Regions from separate parts of the Sus scrofa genome. Here region 2 is linked to region 1. A link is a contact called in public Hi-C data. All regions are on one chromosome and are shown on one strand. Each heading gives the region's core, a stretch centred on a gene start, on an enhancer-like site or on the middle of the called end of the contact. The rest is flanking DNA. Distances are from core to core; before and after follow the strand shown.

Evidence for each region. A called contact is a pair of places that touch in the nucleus more often than the background predicts.
Region 2: a Hi-C map of liver shows a contact between it and region 1, with 3 times the contacts expected there. The contact joins the promoter of ADGRL1 here to the enhancer-like site in region 1. A contact is called at or near these places in 4 of 5 promoter capture datasets (fetal liver, fetal skeletal muscle, liver and 1 more), 26 of 47 Hi-C or Micro-C datasets (adipose tissue, alveolar macrophages, blood and 14 more) and 2 of 2 datasets of contacts at active chromatin or transcription factors (alveolar macrophages and skeletal muscle).

What each region holds. Positions count from the first base shown.
Region 1 is chr2:64,879,128-64,884,219 of Sscrofa11.1, reverse strand. The region is part of intron 1 of LOC110259334 (a long non-coding RNA gene); the gene reads left to right. Among named protein-coding and RNA genes, the nearest start is that of ADGRE5, 20 kb to the right of the region's middle. Within about 2 kb of position 2,094, at least 28 of the 83 cell types and tissues checked have an H3K27ac peak or open chromatin away from gene starts, as enhancers often do. A contact at or near this core is called in adipose tissue, alveolar macrophages, embryonic fibroblasts and 6 more, where this site is marked.
Region 2 is chr2:64,994,682-64,999,324 of Sscrofa11.1, reverse strand. ADGRL1 (adhesion G protein-coupled receptor L1) reads right to left here and starts at 2,166. Exons shown (of 24, transcript XM_021083697.1): 1 at 1,687-2,166.

The DNA of each region.
Region 1 (5,092 bases), core at 845-3,344:
AAAAGGAAAAAGAAAAGGCAAAGTTGGAGAGACCGAGGGCAGACCTGAGCAAGGAGGCAGGGGATATGGGCTACAAAGGGGAACATGGGAAATTTTGAGGTTTTGAAAGTGTCCCCAAACACCAGATTGTGGTGATGGTTGCACAGCTTGGTGAATTTACTCACCTGATTGTGCACACACACCAGGTGAATTAAACAATGTGTAAATTAACACCTCAATAAAGCTAAGAAAAAAGGTGCCCCAACAATCTTCAGATGGGGTTGTCCACATCCAGTCAATTAAGTCAACAAATACATGTTCCCTGAGCCCTGGGAACACAGGAATAAAACAGACAAAAAGCCCTGCCCATGGGATAGATATCCTCATGAGGAGACAGACAGGAGGCAAGCTCAGAAACTAAAATCTAGGAATTCCCATCATGGCTCAGTGGGAACGAATCCAACTAGCATCCATGAGGACGCAGGTTCCATTCCTGGCCTCACTCAGTGGGTTAAGGATCTGGGATTGCCATGAGCTGTGGTGCATGTTGCAGATGAGGCTCAGATCTGGCAATGCTGCGGCTGTGGTGTAGGGCCTAAAAAGACAAAAAAAAAAAAAAAGGTGAGTTCCCATCTTGGCGCTGTGGAAACGAATCCGACTAGGAACAATGAGGTTGCGGGTTCAATCCCTAGACTTGCTCAGAGAGTTAATGATCCGGCATTGCCGTGGGCTGTGGTGTAGGTCTCAGATGAGGCACAGGTCTGGTGTTGCTGTGGCTGTGGTGTAAGCCGGCGGCTGTAGCTCTGATTAGACCCCTGGCCTGGGAACCTCCGCATGCCATGGGTGTGGCCCTAAAAAAGACAAAAGACAAAAAAAAAAAAAAAAAAAAGGAAAAGAAAAGAAACTAAATCTACAGAGTTGTCACATGGTGATATGTTTTGAAAAATTAAGCAGGGATGGGGAGAGTGCGATTTTAAGTCAGGGGTCAGGGAAGGCTCTCTGAGGAGGTGATATTTGAGGAAAGACCAGAAGGAGGTGAAGAGAGTAGAGGAAGAGGGTCCCAGACAGAAGGAACAGCAAGTGCAAAGGCCCTGGGGTGGGAGCATGCCAGGATCACTGAGGAAGCCAGCGGGCAGAGGGAAGAGTGAAGGGGAGAGTGGGAGGAGGTGAGGGCAGAGTGTGGCCTTGTGGTCATGGGGTGGGGGGGGACTTTGACTTTTGCTCTGAGTGAGGTGGGAGCCAAGGAGGGTTCTTGAGCAGAGCAGGGCATTCAGGGGTGTCCTCTGGTTACTGTAGGGGGAAGCAGTCTGTAGAGGGGTGAGGAACAGGAGCTGGAAGGTCAGGAGCATGGGTCCAGGTGGGAGATGAGGGGCTGGTCCAGGGTGGGGCTGGGAAGGAGATGACAAGTGGTTGGACTCTGGATAGATTCTGAAAGTAGAGTCCTCAGGGTTTGCTGATGCAGGAGGAGGGAAGGGGGAGAGAGGAGAGAGAGAGACAGAGGGGGAGGGAGGGAGAGGGAGAGAGAGGGAGGTAGGGAGAGAGAGAAAGAAGAGGAGAGAGTTAGCGAGAGAGAACAGCCAGGAGAGGCACTGACTCCAAGTATTTTGACCTGAGCTGAGCATCTCAGCCACCAGGAAGGAAACTGAGGCTCAGGGAGGTAGGCAGAGGTGTCAGGTTGCACGTGGGTCCATGGTGGCCCCCATCCCCAGCTGAGGCATGATCCTGATTCAAGAGCTCTGGGGCGTGGGTATTGCAAGGGGCAGAGGGTGTTCAGAGCCTGGCACCTCCTCCCCTCTGCCTCCCCAGACGGCATTCCAGTAGCCCCTCTGGCTCTGTTCTCTTCGATTTAGTCTTCTTTCCAGAATTTCTCCTCCCTCGGGAATCCAGCCCATGTGCTTCTGATTCCTTTGTCCTGAACTCATAAGGCACAAGCACCCCCCAAAAGCCTTATGTGGAAGCGTGCAGAGGCAGGGGAAGGGGAGGGGGCCACATTCCTCCCCTGGGGAGGCCAGGATTGTGTCCAGCAGCCCAGTAGCACGTCCAGGACAGCCAGCAACAAGACAGGCATCTTCCCAGGCCAGGCCAGACGGGCTGCCGTCCCACACAGGCTTTCTTTGGGGCCTGGCCGGCATCCGCCCACAGACAGGGCTCCAGCTGCTCTGACCCCCCCGAAAGGCCTCCCACGCATTTCCTCCTAGGAGCTACGACTGTGGGATTTGGTTTCCACCACCCTCTCCTTCTCTACGTAGCTTGGCCACTCCCTCAGGTCACCTCCCTCGTGGCCACAGTGGCCTGGCTCCCCAGCCAGCTATAGATAGCTTGTGTGTGGCCAGAGCCACAAGGAAGGCATCAGACCCTCCTTGGCAACTCTCCCATCCTCTGGCCTCTGTGCTCCATCCTCCTCCCCATCATCCAGCCCCCTCCTGCCCCTCCAGGTCAAAGGCCTCAGAGGGGTCTCATTAATTCATTTGCTCTTTGCTGAGCACTGACCCTCCAGACCCTGCTCTTGCTGTTGGGGAGACAGAGTGACCAATGCTTAGAAGCTAGTACTCATAAGAGACCTCAAGTTCCCACTGTAGCTCAGTGGTAATGAACCCTACTAGTATCCATGAGGACGCAGGTTGGATCCATGGCCTCACTCAGTGGGTTAAGGATCCGGCGTTGCCATGAGCTGTGGTGTAGGTTGAAGACGAGGCTTGGATCCCGCATTGCTGTGGCTGTGGTAACTCCAGTTCAATCCCTAGCCTGAGAACCTCCATATGCCACGGGTGAGGCCCTAAAAAGCAGAAACAAAAAGAAAAAAAAAAAAGGAAATAGCGAGCAAGGCTATCATTCAGGGACAAGGCTGATGAAAATCTCTTAGAGGGTGGCTGGAGGGGATGGGGTTTTGAGTTGAGGACCCCCAAGACTTTCCCCTCTGGGTAAGTGATTCACTAGGACTCACAGGACTCAGAAAAGGCTGTTCTACTCACAGTTGTGGTTTATTACAGGAAAAGGATACAGATTAAAATCAAACCGAAGGACAACGGCACATGAGTGAGAGTCCCTGGAGCCAGGCACAGGCTTCCAGTGGTCCCCTCCCAGTCACGAACACAGCTCTGAATTCTCCCAATGACCATGTGTGACAATGCACAGGGAGTATTCCCAATCAGAGAAACTTACCCCAGCCTGGGAGTCCAGGGTTTTAGTGAGAGCCAATCACATAGGTACTGCTGACAACCAGTGTCTGATCTCAGGCCCCAGTCCCTCCAGAGGCCCAGCTGACACTGCATGGTGGCCCAAGGCACCTGACATAAATCACAATGGGGGAGTTCCCATTGCAGCTCACCCAACTAGTAGCCATGAGGATGTGGGTTCGATCCTTGGCTCCGCTCAGTGGGTTAAGGATCCAGCTTTACTATGAGCTGTAGTGTTGGTCGCAGACTGTGCTCAGATCCTGTATTTCTGTGTCTGTGGGGTAGGCTGGCAGCTGAAGCTCCAATTTGACCCCTAGCCTGGGAACTTACATATGCCATGGGTGTGGCCTTTAAAAAGATAAATAGGAGTTCCTGTCGTGGCTCACTGTTTAACGAGTCCAACTAGGAACCATGAGGTGGGAGTTCAATCCCTGGCCTCGTTCAGTGGGTTAGGGATTCAGCGTTGCCATGGGCTGTGGTGTAGGTCACAGACATGGCACGGATCTCAAGTTACTGTGGCTGTGGCATAGGCCGGTGGATACAGCTCCGATTGAGCCCCTAGCCTGGGAGCCTCCATGTGCCATGGGTGCAGCCCTAGAAAGAGACAAAAAGATAATAAATAAATAAATAAATCACATTGGGAGCATTGGCTACCTGCAGTGGCTACGGTCCTAGGTATACAGACAGCCTTAGCAGGCAGAACATTCCAGGAGCTTAAAGATGACATCCCAGGAGCAGGGCAGGCCAGTGCTGCAGACAGGTCTTTCTTTGAAATGTGCAGAATTGGAGCACCTCAAACCTGCTGAATTAACTCCTTCCTGTGCAGGGCTAAAGGTTACGGTGGACCAAAAATGCATCTTGAAGGAGTTCATGTTAAAGGTAAGGCCAGAAGGAAGTGGGTCCTTACCTGATTGAGCCTTCAGGTGATGCCACCACCCTAGCTCTTACTTGGATGGCAGGCTGGTGAGAGACCCTGAAGGAGGAGACATGCCAATACCTCCAGGCAGAGAATTCCAGGCAGAGGGAATAGCAGCTGCAAAGGCCCTGAGGTGGGACTGAGCTTACAAGAAGAGAAGGAAGGAAGGTCAACATGGCCATCCCAAGGATGGGAAGGAGGTGAGGACAGAGGGGCCAACTGGAGCCAAGTTAGAGGGCCTCATGGACAGAATGACAGGAAGAGGGGAGTCCAGAAGGACACCCCCATTTGGGGCTTGAACAACTGAGCTGGAGTGGAGCCATACACTCAGAAGGGGAAGATCAGTGGACAAACTCCAAGATGGCTCCTATAGTCCTCACGTCCTGGTATCCACACCCTGTGTAATCCCTTCTCCTTGAGTATGGACAGGACTTTGTAACTTGCTTCTAACAATAGAATAAAACAGGACTTCCCATCATGGCTCAGAAGGTTAAGGACACCACATTGTCTCTGTGAGGATGTAGTTTCGAGCTCTGGCCTAGCTCAGTGGGTTGAAGATCCGGTGTTTGCCACAAGCTGTAGTGTATGTTGCAGATGCAGCTCAGATCTGGAGTCGCTGTGGCTGTGGCATGGGCCCAAGTGCACCTCCCATTTGACCCCTATGCCAGGAATTTCCATATGCTACAAGTGCTGCCATTTAAAAGAGGGGGGGTCCTTACCTTTTGTGGATCAATGGGTTAAGAACCTGACAGTATGCATGAAGATGTGGGTTCAATCCCTGGCCTCACTGAATGGGTTAAAGGAACTGGTGATGCCATGAGCTGCTGTGTAGGTTGGAGGCGTGGCTCAGATCTGGCATTGCTGTGGCTGTGGCATAAGCTGACAGCTGCAGCTCTGATATGACCCCTAGCCTAGGAAATTCTATATGCTGCACATGCAGCCCCCCCCCCAAAAAAAAAAACAATGGGATGTCATTTCCAAAATTTGATTGCAAAAGATTGAGATCTCCACCTCTCTCTCT
Region 2 (4,643 bases), core at 917-3,416, 120 kb before region 1:
AAATCATGGATAATTTTCTCGATATGATAATGAAGGTTGTATTCCTTCTCTTATTCTCCCTGTTTTCATCCTACTTTTAAGTAATAAATTCAGCATTAGCGGGAGGGGAGGGGGGAGGAAGGAGAAGTCACCTGCCCCCACAGCTGAGGCCCGACCCAGGCCCACCAGGAGTCCTCAGTCTATGGCCGGCTGGCAGATGGAGGGGATGAGAGACTGTGGGGGCCCCCTGACACCCTTGATGATGGACGCAGGGAGTCAGGCCTGGAGCCCCCAGGCTGTTAGCCGGGGTAAAGAAGTTGGGTCTGGGGTCAGGTTACAGGCTTAGCCAGCCCTTGGGTGCTGGAGACGGGAGCAGAGATCAACTGGCTTCTTCCCAAGCAGCTTTGAGGTCAACGGCCCAGGCTAGATATCTACCCTCAAGTGTTCCCCACACCTGCCCCTACATTGTCCTACCCACCCCTCTCCTTGGAGACTCCTGTGGCAACCAAGAGAACAGGGCAAGCCGAGAGAGGGAGAGAGAGAAAGAGAGAGGTGGAGAGGCAACCAGCCATCTTGGCAGCCATTTTGAACCCCTCCCCCTGCTCCCCCCAGACACACCACATGTTTGGATGTGAGCAGAGGAACCCAGGCCCTGGGTCCTGCAGAAGCCAGGAAGAAAGGGGGCCCTATCTCATAGACTAGGATGGAGGAACACCCACACAGCTGCCATGACTGGGGGGAGGGACAAGGAGGAGTGGAGCAGGAAGGTACAGCGAGGTCCTAGGCAGGCAGGGGTGCGCCTGCGTGCTGACTGAGACTGGAAGGCCAGGGACAGCGATGTGTGCAGGCTGGAGGCTGTCTTCACATGGGTGCCCCAGGTGCCCTGGAGCAATGCCTGTGGGGGCCACTTTTTGGTCATGGCTGGAGCACACACAGTGCTGCCCACCCTCGTCTGGCACAGGCTCTGTCCCAGGACCCTCACATGGAAGGATGACAATTGAAACCCCATAGCGCTACCCAATAAACACCTGAGAAAGAGAGAGAGAGAGCTGGCCCTCAAAACCTGAATCCGGGTAGATCAAACCCAACAGCTTCCCACACTTAGTCCGGTACCGCGGAGAGAAAGATGCTCGCGGTGACTGCAGCCGGCCAGACACCCAGACAGACCCCTTCCCATCCCTCGCGCCTCTGCCTCCCAGAGAAAAACAACCCCCGGCCCGACATCCTGCGGGGCCAGCCCCCGACACGGCTCCTCCGGGGGCCGGGGCCCGCGCGCCGCGCGCACACGCACCCTCTCCGCTCACACCCAGACACCTACACAAACAGGGCGCCAAGCACCCGCGCGCACACGCACCGGGGACACGCAGGCACCGCCGCGCCGCTTCCCCACAAAGGCTGGAGCGCGCGCGGGCACACGCAGCCACGCGCGGGCACATTCGCGGTCCCTTCCCCCCACCGAGCACCCCGCGGCAGCCCATCCGCACCCCTGACGCTCCGTGGGGGCCGCCCCTCCGGTTCCCCTCGCCGGTGGGGATGAGGTGCAGGCCGCCCCCGATTCCCCTCGCGCTCAGGTGCCCTGACCCGCGGCTCCAGCATCCCCTCCCCCTTCGCGGCCCGGACAGGCCCCGGCTCCCATCCTCCCCACCTCGGCCCGCACACCTGGCCCAGGTACAGCGTCCCCCTCGCCCTGGGCCCGCAGACACTCACCTGTCCAGCGCCGCTCCGGGGTCGGCCCTGCGCGTCTCTCCTGCGGCTCCGCGAACCAATGCCTCCCGCCCGGCACATCTCCCGGAACCGGGGCGGGGGGGGGAAACGAACGAGGGGCGGCGGGGTACCGCCGCCACCAACCAAAAATTTAAAAAAAAAAAAAAAAAAAAGCAAAGCTGATTACACAGCTCCAAAGGCGGCCCCCTCGCGGCGGCGAAGACTCGGGGCTGGGGGTGAGTGGGTCCGCGCCCCTCCGGGGGAGGGAGGTGGCGGAGGCGGCAGGGCGGGGGCGGTGTCAGAGCTCTGGGGGCTGGGGCGAGGCGGAGCCCCCCAAGGCGGCGCCAGCAGCGGCCCGCATCTCCCCCGCAGCTCCGCGGCCCCGACGGAGTAGGCACGTGTGTGCCCAGGCGACTTCCCACCCCCCTCCGACGGCGGCAGCCGAGGGGTTAACGGGGCAGCTGAGGTGCGCCTGCAGCCCCCCGCCGCCCAGCGGCGCCGCTCCGGGGCCCGCGCGGCCCCATCCGCCGGGGCCTCCTCGGCAGACGGCGGGGCGGGGGCGCCGCAGCGCCGACAGCTCCCGCGCCGACGGCTCGGGCTCCCCGCAGTGGCCGCGGGGGGCTCGGGTAGGGGGCGGACGGCGCGGAGCTGGGGGGGCGCGGCTGTAGGCGGGCGCGGCGGCGTCGCGCCCCCGGGGTGGCCGGAGGGGGGGCGCCGGGCCGGGCCCGTGGGCACCGCAGGACGCACGGACCAAGCCGGCGCCGGGCACCAGCAATGACAAGCCGCCTGTTCGCCCCTCTCCCCGGCGCACCCGCTCCGGGAGGGGGGGCGTCGGGCGCGCACAAAACCCGGCCCGGAGTCGTCGCCCGGGACGGGCCACCGCAACCTGCCCGAGCGCACCGGGGGCCGGCCCGAAAACCCGGGATGGATTTTCCTCCCCTTGGCCCCCTCTAACCCCTCCGGAAAATCGGGGAAAGGGAAGGCGACGAGCTGAATCCCGGCGTTGGAACGGGAAGTGGGGGGAGGGGAGACGGGCACAAGGAAGACCCGGAGCGGATTTTGCCAGTAGTGAAGTAAGGGAAAAGCGCCGAGCCCGGTGAAGGGAGAAATTGGAGAGAACTGTAAGGGGTATGCAAAACCCGGGTTGGATTACACAGCAATGGGAGGAAAGGAGGGAGCTGCGACAGGGCCAAATGCACCCGGGGCACGCAAATTTCGGGCCGGATTCTTCCTCGGGAGACGGAGTAATGCGTCATGCCTAATGCAGTGGGAACAAACAAGACCTGGCCTAGAGTTCCCAGACATGGGCTCTCAGGGGGCTCCGGGAGGGGGCTGCTAAGTGGCTGAGGCGGCGTGGGCTGCCCCTGTCTTCCTGGCAGCGACGTGCAGGAAGGAGGGGCAAAAGGAGAGCTGGACTCTGGCACGAAGGGATCTGGAGCGCCGGCTGCACCGAAGCGGGCAGGTAAAACCGGCTTGAGGATCCAGGGATGATGCGAAAGGAATGAGACGGGAAGGCCGCTACCCTGGGAGACCAGACCTACAATAAAAGGCGAGGGAGGACCGCAAAGCCAGGACTGGAATCTGAGGGATGGGACAAGACCCCAGCAGAGGATCCCTGGCAACTGGACAGGGGCTTGGAGCTGACCAGGCAGGAGGAGCGGAGAGAGGGGTGTTAGGGGGAGGTTAGTATCTATAAACGCCTCAAACGTCTCACTTTGGGAGGGGGGCAGGGGAAGAGAGAAAAAAAAAAAATTGAATTTTAGGTTATCGGCAAGAGCAAAACCTCGGCGCGGATTTCTACAGCTTAGCAACCACACTGCAGCTGGTGGACTTGAAGAAGTAGGGCAAGGAACCAGCGGGTTCCTAGGCATCTGGCAGAGTGAGGCGAGGGGCAGGTTTCAGGCAGAGGCTACAGAAGGGAGCCCCGCACCCCCTCTCCGGGTTAGGGAAGGCAGCCCAACCTGGCTTGGATCCCCGGAGCCAGAGCTGTGACTGCCAAGACCCACAGTGGGGGCTATAAAACCGGGACCCAGGCCAAACATAGGCACTAAGGCAGAATAGACAGTTTAGTGCAGGGTGGGGGCTGAGGAAAAATTGGAGGTGGGGGGCACACAAGAATCTGGGAATGGGGGGCAGTTACAGGAAGGTCCTGAGAGGTAAGATCCGGTGAGGATCTTGGGAGATGGGACCTGAAAGTCTGGCATTTTATGAAAGATGGGTGCGACGCTAAGATGGATGGCTGGGGAGGAGCAAATCCCTGGCTTGGATCCTCAGGGAAGGGAGTCCATCCAAGGGAGGCCTAAATAGTAAATTGTCCAGCTCCTACAAAGTCTGGGCTGAATCTTGGCAGACACAGAGCAGGCAATAGTGGGACAGTCCAGCTCTGGATTATAGAGGAAAGGGATGGGCTGGGGATGGGGAGAGGGGCAAACCTTGGTCTCTGTCTCCAGGGAAGAGAATGCATTGGCAACCCAGCTAGGCTCTGCAGAATGGGTGAGGAATTGGGAAAGCATGTGGAAGTAGCAGGGGGAGGGGGAGGGATGGTAAATACACAAAACTTGGGGCAGACTCGGATGGGAACCAGGAATATCTAAGACTAAACTGAATATCTGCAAGTGGATTAACCTGTCCTCTAAGAATCCTTTCCCCAAAGTCTGTCCCGGTGGCTGAACTTAGGGAAAGGCAGACTCTAGACTTCCAGGCTGGCTCAACAACCAGGGGCTACCTCTGTGGCACCCACACTCCACTCCCTTCTGACACTCCCAGTCATCATTTCAGGACTGGGCAGGGATTCTCATAGCCTGGAAACTGAGCCAAATCAGGTCCCCAAACTTTAGGGGTGGAAAGAGTAAGCAGGCCATTTCTTTGCACCCAGGATTCCATGGCTGCCAAAACTGGGCTTTAAATCTGGGTGGCCAGGTCCACCAGCTGGATCTGAGGGCCCAAATATGTGCGAAGTA